Linked DNA regions of Rattus norvegicus: all the other regions are linked to region 3. A link is a contact called in public Hi-C data. All regions are on one chromosome and are shown on one strand. Each heading gives the region's core, a stretch centred on a gene start, on an enhancer-like site or on the middle of the called end of the contact. The rest is flanking DNA. Distances are from core to core; before and after follow the strand shown. Region 1 holds the start of Atp6v1b2 (ATPase H+ transporting V1 subunit B2). Region 2 holds the start of Rps10l2 (ribosomal protein S10-like 2). Region 3 holds the start of Lpl (lipoprotein lipase).

What was found. A called contact is a pair of places that touch in the nucleus more often than the background predicts.
Region 1: a contact with region 3 is called in a Hi-C map of mammary epithelial cells, with 1.9 times the contacts expected there. The contact joins the promoter of Atp6v1b2 here to the promoter of Lpl in region 3. A contact is called at or near these places in 2 of 12 Hi-C or Micro-C datasets (hepatocytes and mammary epithelial cells).
Region 2: a contact with region 3 is called in a Hi-C map of the A7r5 cell line, with 4 times the contacts expected there. The contact joins the promoter of Rps10l2 here to the promoter of Lpl in region 3. A contact is called at or near these places in 12 of 12 Hi-C or Micro-C datasets (the A7r5 cell line, the Rat2 cell line, Schwann cells and 7 more).

Annotation. Positions count from the first base shown.
Region 1 is chr16:25,407,085-25,410,426 of GRCr8, forward strand. Atp6v1b2 (ATPase H+ transporting V1 subunit B2) reads right to left here and starts at 1,304. Exons shown (of 14, transcript NM_057213.2): 1 at 1,156-1,304. The coding sequence starts at 1,291. It also overlaps a transcript of Slc18a1 not described here.
Region 2 is chr16:25,468,604-25,471,994 of GRCr8, forward strand. It overlaps Rps10l2 (ribosomal protein S10-like 2), which reads right to left and starts at 1,839. Exons shown (of 1, transcript XM_039094976.2): 1 at 698-1,839. The coding sequence starts at 1,725. The coding sequence ends at 1,186.
Region 3 is chr16:25,618,683-25,621,951 of GRCr8, forward strand. It overlaps Lpl (lipoprotein lipase), which reads right to left and starts at 1,919. Exons shown (of 10, transcript NM_012598.2): 1 at 1,643-1,919. The coding sequence starts at 1,730.

The sequences.
Region 1 (3,342 bases), core at 54-2,553, 210 kb before region 3:
CTAAGTCTAACAATTATTCTAAAAAATGCTTAAAAGGCACACCTCAGCAATCTGCTCTCCAATGTGCTTTTTTTCCCTTCCCCACACTGCAGTGTTATCACATGACCCACTGACAGACAGCTCAGGACAGGATTAGTCAGGCTGGAGGGCGCCTAGCTAAAATCCTTCAGCTGAGATGCCTTTTAACCAATGAGCCACCCACAGAGTCAAGCTGGCAATTAACCAGTGCAAACATGATCTTATTATCTGGAAAACAACAGATACTTAAAAAAAAAAAGTCTTCTTTCAAAGCTCTCTGCCTGACTTTAAGGAAGCTGTGAAGAGGTTTGATTTTATACAACCGAAATCTTCAGTCATTTGGGAATGACTGACTGACTTGTCTACTTAACCATGGCTAATTGAATCTTTTATAACCACTACACTTAAGCCTATGCATATAACAGTGGAAAGCGACCTTCCATTCAACTGAGTTTGGTTAGCTGATCAGAAAACGAAGAAACAAGACAAGGCCAAGCAAGGGTTAATAAACTCGATTTCTGGTTCCCCTTTTTCCAATAATTAGATGTCTGAAGCCTGGCATGGCCTCTCCTTTCCATAACCTTAGGCGTCTCGCTTGTAAAATGAGAGGTGGGACTGCACGACTAAGGTATTTTTCAGCTCTAAGGTTCTCCGGTATCTAAGGTGTCCTCCGGTGAAGCGGTCCCTACAGAATTAGCCACATCTCCCTCTAGTCGCGGGCCTGCCCACGTCAGCGATGACACTACACCTTCTGCTCGGTCCACCTGCCCAGAGATCCTCGGGGCAAAGGGGACGGAGTGGGCGTTCCTTCGACCCGGAGACATTTAAATGAGGCCAGGAACAGATGAAGATACGAGTGACAAGTGGCCCTCAGAGACAGACAAGTGCCTGACAATACTCTAAGCCAGGGAACTCGGAGCGGGTAGAGCAATCGTCAGGAGCCCACTTAGCCCATGGGAAGGTTCCTGTCGGTGCTCTCACCCTCAGTCCACCCAAGTGACCGAAAAGCTCACGCAAAGCTGGAGAGGTGCTTGTGAACTGCGCGATGGGGGAAATGAATCCCATTCCCTCCCCGCTGGCTGAACAGGTGAACACAAGCCAAGGGCTAGGTGGACACGCTCACGTTCCCGTACTCACTGAGACGAGGCTGGGAGAGGTAGTTCCGGCTCACCGCCAGCGCCTGCTCCCGAGCTCCGGCCATCGGCCCACCGGTGGGCACGGGCAGCTCGGGCGCGGCCCCGTTCACGATTCCCCGCATCGCTCGCAACGCCATCTTGTCTCCTCCGTCCCGACTGGCCCCGCAGCAGCGCGGCGCAGGCGCAGATATAGCAGGGAGGCCCGTGCGGCCGGCTCCGCCCGTGCGCGCTGCGAAGCTGCGGCAGAAGCCCCGCCCTCTCGGCGGCGCTCCGCCCCCAGACTCGTGACTGGAGTTCTGCGGGGGCGGCGCAGGGTGCGCGCGCGTGCTAGCGTGCGATAGGGAGCTGACCAGAGTGCTGGGAGCGCGGATCCCGGGCCGGGAGCGGGAAAAGAGAAACGAGAGGGGCCAGAGGGCAAAATGGACGCAAGACAGAGAACTCAAGAGAAAAAGAAAAAGATTCATTGGAAAGCAGGGAAAGAGGAGGTAGGAAAACGTGCGCAAGAAAATACAGACAACTGATGTCCGTTATCAAGCTGTGAAAAACACCTTGGAGAGCAGAAGATAGAAAACCTAGTTCCATGATTGCTAACTTTGTGTCGTAATTTATTTCAGTTTATCTTTCTACCCAGGTCTTTCTCTCGCGGATTTGTTCACCAGACTTGGCTTTCTTGCACATCCGTGTGGAGACCACCTTAGGAACAAACTGGAAAACCAGTTAAGAGGTTAGAACTCACATAGGGTTCTAGTTTGTTTTCTTTTGCTGCAATAAAATTAGCTAGCTGTTGGCCTTGTGTGATGGCGCATGCCTTAATCCCAGCACTCAGGTGACAGAGGCAGGAAGGTCTGAGTACTAGGGCAGCCAGAGGTACACAGTGAACCTAAAACAAATAGAAAAGCCAGCCTGTGAGAAACGAACAACAGTAAATTGATTGTAGTTCTGTTTACAATGTAAGAACAGAAGAGGCAGACTAAGGAACTTTGCTGTGATAGGGCAACATAATGAAAAACTTCTTTGTGGTAGTTCTCCATAGATTTGTTGACAAATACACAAGAGGATACCTAGACTGGCCTTAGGTAAGGGTTGTAACTTAGCATCACTTTGGGAAACACAGAACTTTGCTTCATTCACAAAATTACTATATTGTTTTTTAAAAAAGATTTATTTATTTTTATGTTTATGAGTACACTGTCACTCTCTTCAGACACACCAGAAGAGGACTTCCAATCTCATTACAGATGGTTGTGAGCCACCATGTGGGTGCTGGGAATTGAACTCAGGTCCTCTGGAAGAGCAGCCAGTGTTCTTAACCACTGAGCCATCTCCCCAGCCCCATTACTATATTGTTATAAATTTCCCTTTGGGCTATATATGAGAGGTATGTATGGAACATAAATGAGTTTTATCTCTAGACTTACAGCCTATAGACAAGACATATCATTATGTAAATGCAAATATTTCACAATTTTTAAGAAAGAAATTGGAGAGTTAAAGCATTCCTGCTTCCAAGCATTTTGACTAAGAATCACTCAAATGGTGTTGCAAACAAAGTAAATGTACTTGAAGTAAATGATACTTCAAGTCTACGTTGGGTGCATCTCATTTCCATATATAATAATCCTCCAAACCTCTATAAAATTGTTGGAAATATTAAGAGGTAATTGAATGCAAACAATGAGTTCTGTAGAGTTCTTTTACACGTTTTTATCACCGGGGAATTTTGTGCAAGTGTATAACACATTTTGATCAAATCTACTCCCCAGCTCTCTTTCCTCCAATTCTTACCCTGTCTCCTGCCATTCTATCCCTACCAAGTTCATGTGTTTGTTTGCTTTTTAAGTCTACTCAGTCAACTTTGTGCTGCTTGTATGTGCGTGGATGTAGGACCACTCTACATGGGTGACCTCTCAGGGACCATATTTCTGAACAAAACAGACTCTGTTCCTACCCTCAGCAGCCATTTGTTGCCAATAGTTCCTCAGGCTAGGGTAAGTCAACAGCAGCAGTCTCATCTGTGCAGGGATTTGGGCTACCTTGATCTTACGTAGGCCTTATGCACACAAATCTATATATTTCTTAGCTGAGATTACTCATACAGTTCTATTGGTTGATAAACCTTTACACATTAATTACCATGTGTTAGACCGGTAGTTCTCAACCTTCCTAATGCTAAGACCCCTTAATACAG
Region 2 (3,391 bases), core at 589-3,088, 150 kb before region 3:
ATAACTAGATATTCTATTTCCCTTTCCTTACTCAATACCTACCTGTTGCTCTTTGGAGTGTAGCTTGGTTATCGCTGGATTAACAGCTGAGATCCACATATAAATGAATACACACCACATATGTCTTTCTGGGTCTAGGTTACTTCACCCGGGATGGTTTATTCTAGTTCCATCCATTTACCTACAAATTTCATGATTTTTTTAAACAGGTAAGTAATACTCGATTGTGTAAATGTACCACAGTTTCTTTATCCATACTCATTGAGGGATATCTAGGTTTTTTTTTCTTTTCCAATTTCTGGCTACCATGAATAGAGTAACAATGAACTTTGCACATGATTGAGCAAGTGTCTGTATGGTAGGAAGAAGCATCCTTTGGGTATATGCCCAAGATAGAGCTGGATCTTGAGGTAGATCTATTCCCATCTGAGGAACTACCTCACTGATTTCCACAGTGACTGCACAAGTTTTCACTCTGACCAGCAATGGAAGACTGTTCCCCTTACTCCACAGCCTCTCCAGCATGAGCTACCACTTCTTCCACTGAGCTCAGCCATTCCGACAGGTGTATGTTTTGATTTGCATTTCCTTGTAGTTAAGGGATGTTTAACATTTCTTTAAGTGTTTCTCGGGCTTTTTGAATTTCCTCTCGAGAATTCTCTTTTAAGATCTGGGTCCCATGTTAAAACTGGTTTGTTTCCTTGACACCTAGGGTGTTTTTTAAAAATATATTTTGGATATTAGTCCTCTATCAGATGCATAGTTGGTAAGAGACTCTTCCCATTCTGTAGGCTGACGCTTTGTCTGAATGACGGTGTGCTTTGCAGTGCAGAAGCGTCTCAGCGTCACGAGGTCCCATGTCTTCATTGTTGGTCAGAGTCTCTGTGCTGTTGGTGTTCTGTTCAAAAAGGTTTTCCCTGTGTCAATGAGTTCAAAGCTACTCCCCACTTTCTCTTCTCTCCGGTCCAGTGGAGCTGGTTTTACGTTGAGATTTTTGATTCATTCGGAGTTGAGTTTCGTGCAGGGTGATAAGTGTGGATCTATTTACATTCTTCTACATGTGCACATCCAGTTTGATGAGCACTGCTTGTTGAAGGTGCTGTGTTTTTTTCTCCATGTGTCTTTCTGCACCCCCCCGCTTCATGTTTTTCTTTAAAGTTATTTTACACGACATCATCTCCAACTTCACTGAGGTGGCTGACCACATCTATGGCCGAAGCCTTCTCTAAACAGGAATTCTGTTGCTGAGCCAGCCCCAGCCTCAGCTTTCTTGTCAGCTCCAGGGGGACACAGCTCTCCTCTATAGGTGTCTGTCTCCCCTCTTGTGAATCTTGCAGGCCGCTCACCCTCTGCACCTTTGGGCCGAGGCCTACCAGTCTCAGGACGGCTGCGGCTCAGGGTGGCAGGCACGATCTCCGGAGGTAGGTACAGGTAATCTCGGAGATACTGGATGCCCTCATTCGTGAGGTACCAGTAGAAATGTCTCCAAGCAAACTGCTCCTTCACGTAGCCTCGAGACTTGAGAGACTGCATGGCCTTCGTGACATGAAGGTTGGGCACATTCTTGTCTGCCAGCTCGGGGTGTTTGGGCACATGAATATCTTTTTGGGCATCCATCACTCCTTCCTTAAAAAGGAGTTCATAGATGGCAATCTGATTCTTCTTGGGCATCAACATCGCCACGGAATGCAAGGTCCAAGGCAAAGGTTGGAAAGGAAGACGCATGCACGGCGCAGCCCGCCGCCCCTCTTTTGAAATAGAAAAACGAGTGTCCACAGGTGTGTGGATTTATGTCTGGGTCTTTAATTTGATTCCACGGATCAGTGTGTCTGTTTTTGTGTCCATGCCACGTTATTTTTACTAATTTAGCTTTGTAATACAATTTGAAATTGGGGATAGTAAAATCCCCTTCGGCTCTTTTTTTATTCAGGATTGTTTTAGCTGTCCTGGAGTTTGGGCTTCTTTTTCTGTTGTATCACCCTGGCCTGGAACTGTTAGGAGTGTCAGTGCTAGGCTGACACTCTTTGGGAGTCTGCGTTCATTCTGTGTAAATCCAGCAGGTGGCGCCCTTACCACACGGTCGAATCTACGTCTTCGGGGGGGGGGGGGGGAGCGTTCTCACTTCCAGGGATTTTTAGCTCCTCTCTTCACACCTCCCACTCCACCAATCCTGTGAAACTGTTACTTGACAAAAGGCCTGTGGAAATTTATGAAGTAGACGTTGTTTTGATCTCTCTTCTGGCACCTTTTAGTTCAGAGCATTCAAGTGGTCACAGGCGCTGCGCTTTGCTTGCCCTAACCTCCCCAGGCAGCTGACCACCAGCCAGTGTTCTCCCAGATCCTATCATTTAAGTGGAAGACTCCCTGTTAATCTATGTACGCTATTGTGTTCTCTGCCTTGACCTTCTCCCATCTCTCTCCTTCAGTTTACACTCAGCAACTCACTCACTCACTCATTCATTCATTCATTTCCACGGTCATCATTATCCTATGTGATGCTCTTACATTATATCAGGTACCATGCTAGAAAAACAAGACTGGAGCTGAGGGGATAGCCCTGTATAATAAAAATATTTAACAGTCCGGCCTGGGACTTCTTCCCCACCTTAGACCATTTATGATCCTGGATGATAGACACACACAGCCTTTATATTTTTTAATAACCTGTAGTTCTTCTTCTTACATGGGGGCTTCTGAAACCTCAACCCCACCTATGTCTCCTCTACCCAGCTATTGGCTGTTGGCATCTTTATTTACCAATCACAATTCATTGGGGGCCGGGCCACAGGGTCTACAAGCACCTGCTTGCTCCAGGTGTTGGGGGCTCTCACTTAGCACTACAATAGACAGTAAAAGACAAAACCTCAAAGTGCTGGTGGACTTGAGTTTGATCCTCAGAACATATAAAGTGCCAGGCATGCTGATGTGTGTATGTTTATACTCCCGCTCCTGGAAAGGTAGAGACAGGCAGGAGGAACGCTGGGGTTTGCGGGCTAGGTAGCTGAGCCTACTTGGCCAGTGAGAGACCCTGTCTCAAAATACAAGGCGGTGAGCCTCAAGGTTGTCTTCTAACCTCCACTCACACGTGCACGCATATCAGCCCCTGATGCTCCAACATAAGAAGAGTGTTTGATCAGGGAGGAAGGTGGTGGTGGTGGGGAAGACACCTGGCTAGAGGGGATGTTTGACCACGAAGTAGAGATAAGGTCTCTATGACTCTGTGAAAATGTCAGAGTCTCGTGAAAGAGAAAAAAAAACAACAAAAAACAAACAAACAAACAAACAAAAAACCAAAAAAAACCCCCACACATAGTCAAGGAGAGGTGAGATGTCAGGTCATTGCATGGACCTAAAATGACCTTAGATGTGGCAAGCCACAAGTTTCCTTTCC
Region 3 (3,269 bases), core at 669-3,168:
TTATTATGTAATTACTTAGGTGTCCCTTTAAACCAAACTATAAGGGAGGGGCCCCAGGGCACTTTGAGTCTTGCCAACTTTCCTAAGAGCTCATGCGGCTAAACCCAGAAGGGTGACACTAAGCAGCTGAAAAGCTGGGTCCAGAGCTTCTGAAGGAAGCAAAACCTGAAAATGGAGACGACCTTTTCCACGGGAGTTTACGGTAAAAGTCGTGTTATACTGTGGTGTAGTTTCTGAAATATGAATTGAGCGTTTGCTCCTATTTTCTTAACCAGAGTTGCAAACTATGTAGAAAGATAGCTTGCCACAGCAGAGACAGAATCCCCAGTGTCCTCAAAACACCCGAGATTCTTACTTTAGTGCAGTTCTGCCATGACCGATTCTCTCGCCTTTGATAACAAGACATTTACAACTATACGCAGAAATAAAAGCTAGCTTTCAGCTGCACTCATAGACTCCACTAAAACTGGAATTAGGCTGCGGACGTGCCACCTTAGAGCACCTCCAGGGGACACCACCCTGGTGGCGAGTCCACCAGCAGCAACACAAGGAAACTCCAGCCTCCTTTTATGGCTGAGTTCAGTCATTTTTTTGTGTCTGTGTTCTGTTAGCTCAATCAAGGTTCAAGTAACAAGGCTTCTCAATTGTGGGCAGGTCTGGACTTCAAGGCCATAAAGTAACTTGCTACCGACCCTAGTCGTCTTCTCTAGGCAGAGAGCAGGCAGAGCCGTGGAGATGACCGATTTTGGGACCATAATGGTGAAAGCGACCTCCTAACTGCTAACTGCTAACTGCTCTAGAAAATCCCATGTGCTCTCAGCTAGGGCGAGCCTCTCCTAGGACAGCAAGGATAGGACACAGTGCTGAACTGGCAACCTCCAAGCCACAGGTTCCAGTCTGCTGATGGCTGAGCCTCGTTTTCTGGAAGATAGGCTCTTTGCTGGGCTTTCCTGAATACCAAGCTAAGCCGAGCGAGCGCAAGGAACGCTTACAGGACGCGGTTTCCCAGGACTCCGTGCCATGCGTTCCCCGGCACCGCCGCGCATTCCCACTCTCACAGTAGCCCATAGCCGAGAGCGACAGTGCCCTATGCAGTTGGAATGCACACAACGCGTCCTCCCACCCGCACCCGCGATGGGGGCACACTCGGTTCACTCTTCCCGCCTACAGAGGGGTCTGACCCGTAGTCCCAGCAAAGTTAGGGTCACCTTGGCCCACATGCCTTGCATTCAGCAGCCCCACTGCCTATGAGGAGGTTACCACCGATCACTACAGCTTCTCTCCACCTCTGCGCCCCCACCCCCATCCCACGCGTCACACCCCCGCCCCCGCCGTTCCCTGTGATGGCCGGCGGCGGGAGAGAGCTGGGGACGGAGCGGGAAATCGGGAGAATGAAAAAAATAAAGAAAGAAAGAAAGAAGAAGAAGAAGCGGGAACCCGGAGTCGCCACAGCGTGATGGGAGGCAGAGTCTCTCCTTCCTCCTCCTGGATTCCACTCCAGCCACCCTTCCCGGGAATCTCTTTGGCTATTGCGCCTGCTTAGTGCACGTCCTTTCCAACTTTCTCCCTCCCATCTTCAGATGGAGAAAAAGTGGTCTGGTCCCGGTCTGCAGGTGGAGGGGAGCTGGCGCGAAAAACATACCGTCTGCTGCGGCCACCCCTCCGCGGAAGGCGGTCAAACTCTGGAGCCAAACTCCCAGGGCCACCAGGAGCAGGGCTTTGCTCTCCATCTCCGGGCGCGCCCTTCTGCTTTGCTGCTGGAACTGCGCTGCGCGGGCAGTCAGGCGGGCGGGGATCCGCGTTGCAAAGGGTTGAGCCGGAGGCGTCAGAGGACTAGAGCGCGGTGGAGCGCCGCGGGGCAAGTCAACCTTTAAAGGGGAGGGCAGAACAGCTACAAGGGGCAGAATTTCTTGGAGGAGGAGGAATCGAGTCTGACACCGTTTCCACTGCACAGCTGTTTAAGTGACTGGAAATATGCAAATAAGCCTCATCACCTATTGGCTATAAAATCATAAGTTGGGGGGAGGACTCTAAATTCACTTCCAAATATTTGAGCACACTGTAACGAGGCTCAACGGTGCCAGCGAGAAGAAGGGGAAAGGGCAGGAGGGAAAGCTTGCTTGTCGTTTAGGCTCCAGTTTGCCTATCCAGAGGAACCTGCTCCCCAGGGACCCCTGTAGAGGCCGGGAGGAGGGGTTTACGCTGATTTATGTTAAGTAGTCTACGATCAGTTTTCTGAGGGGAAGAAGTTTTGCTCTTAAACAGCGCGTGTGTCCAACACTTTCACCCCCTCCCTTTTGATAAATCTTTGTTAAACTTGAAAGATCCTTTCAAACGTACCCCCGCCACACACACACATACAGGTCCCCACGGGCCAAAGGGACCTTAGGACACATATTGCTCAGCGCCTGGTGCCTGCACGGTCTGCCTTTTATCGTTGGCAATATGGATCTCCTTCTGTGGTAGAAGAAAGGAAATTAGTTAATAATTCTAATTTTTACCTTATGTAAATTGTACTCGATCCTCTAATTCAGTAAGAAACTCAAGAATAACATCTATTTTCAGAGGCAGAAAGTCATGGTCAAATATTGTAAACTATCCTGGACTTTCAGTGGGAGAAGGCATGCCAAATTACCAATCCAAACTTACAAAGACAGTACATAGATTAGCGATGTTCCAGGGTGAGGGGGATATGGGGCGCTGGGAGTGTGGGGGCAGGGTGAGGATCTTGATGGAAATATCCCGAATTCCACTAGGCTTGTCATTGTATGACTGTGTAGATGCTTTAATATTAAATTGTGCTCTGCCAGGGTTGAGACTGAGCTTTTGCAAAGTGGATTAGCACATGTTTGTAGAAAAGCAAGAAAAATAAAATCACATCGTATACTGTGCTCATCTGCAAGTATCTTTTTAAATGAAGAAGGTGTTGATTAGCTAGAGAAAACCATAAAGATTAAATTCCCCACCTTAATGCTGAGAAGCCGTCTCAAAAAATCAGTTCTCTTTACTGATCTCAGTATTTTTAATATGGTCTCCTCTTCACACACACACACACACACACACACACACACACACACACACAGGTTAAGGGGATCAAAAACTATATAGTTTAATATAAGCCCACCTTTTAAATTTCTCACAACTATCAGATAAAAGCCACACATGCTGTTCTGTAGATGAATTCCAGCCCGATGTCTCACCTTCTCAACTTGCATTTGTGATCCTTAAACAGGGCATCGTTCACATTCATTACTGGCTCCGAAGCATGT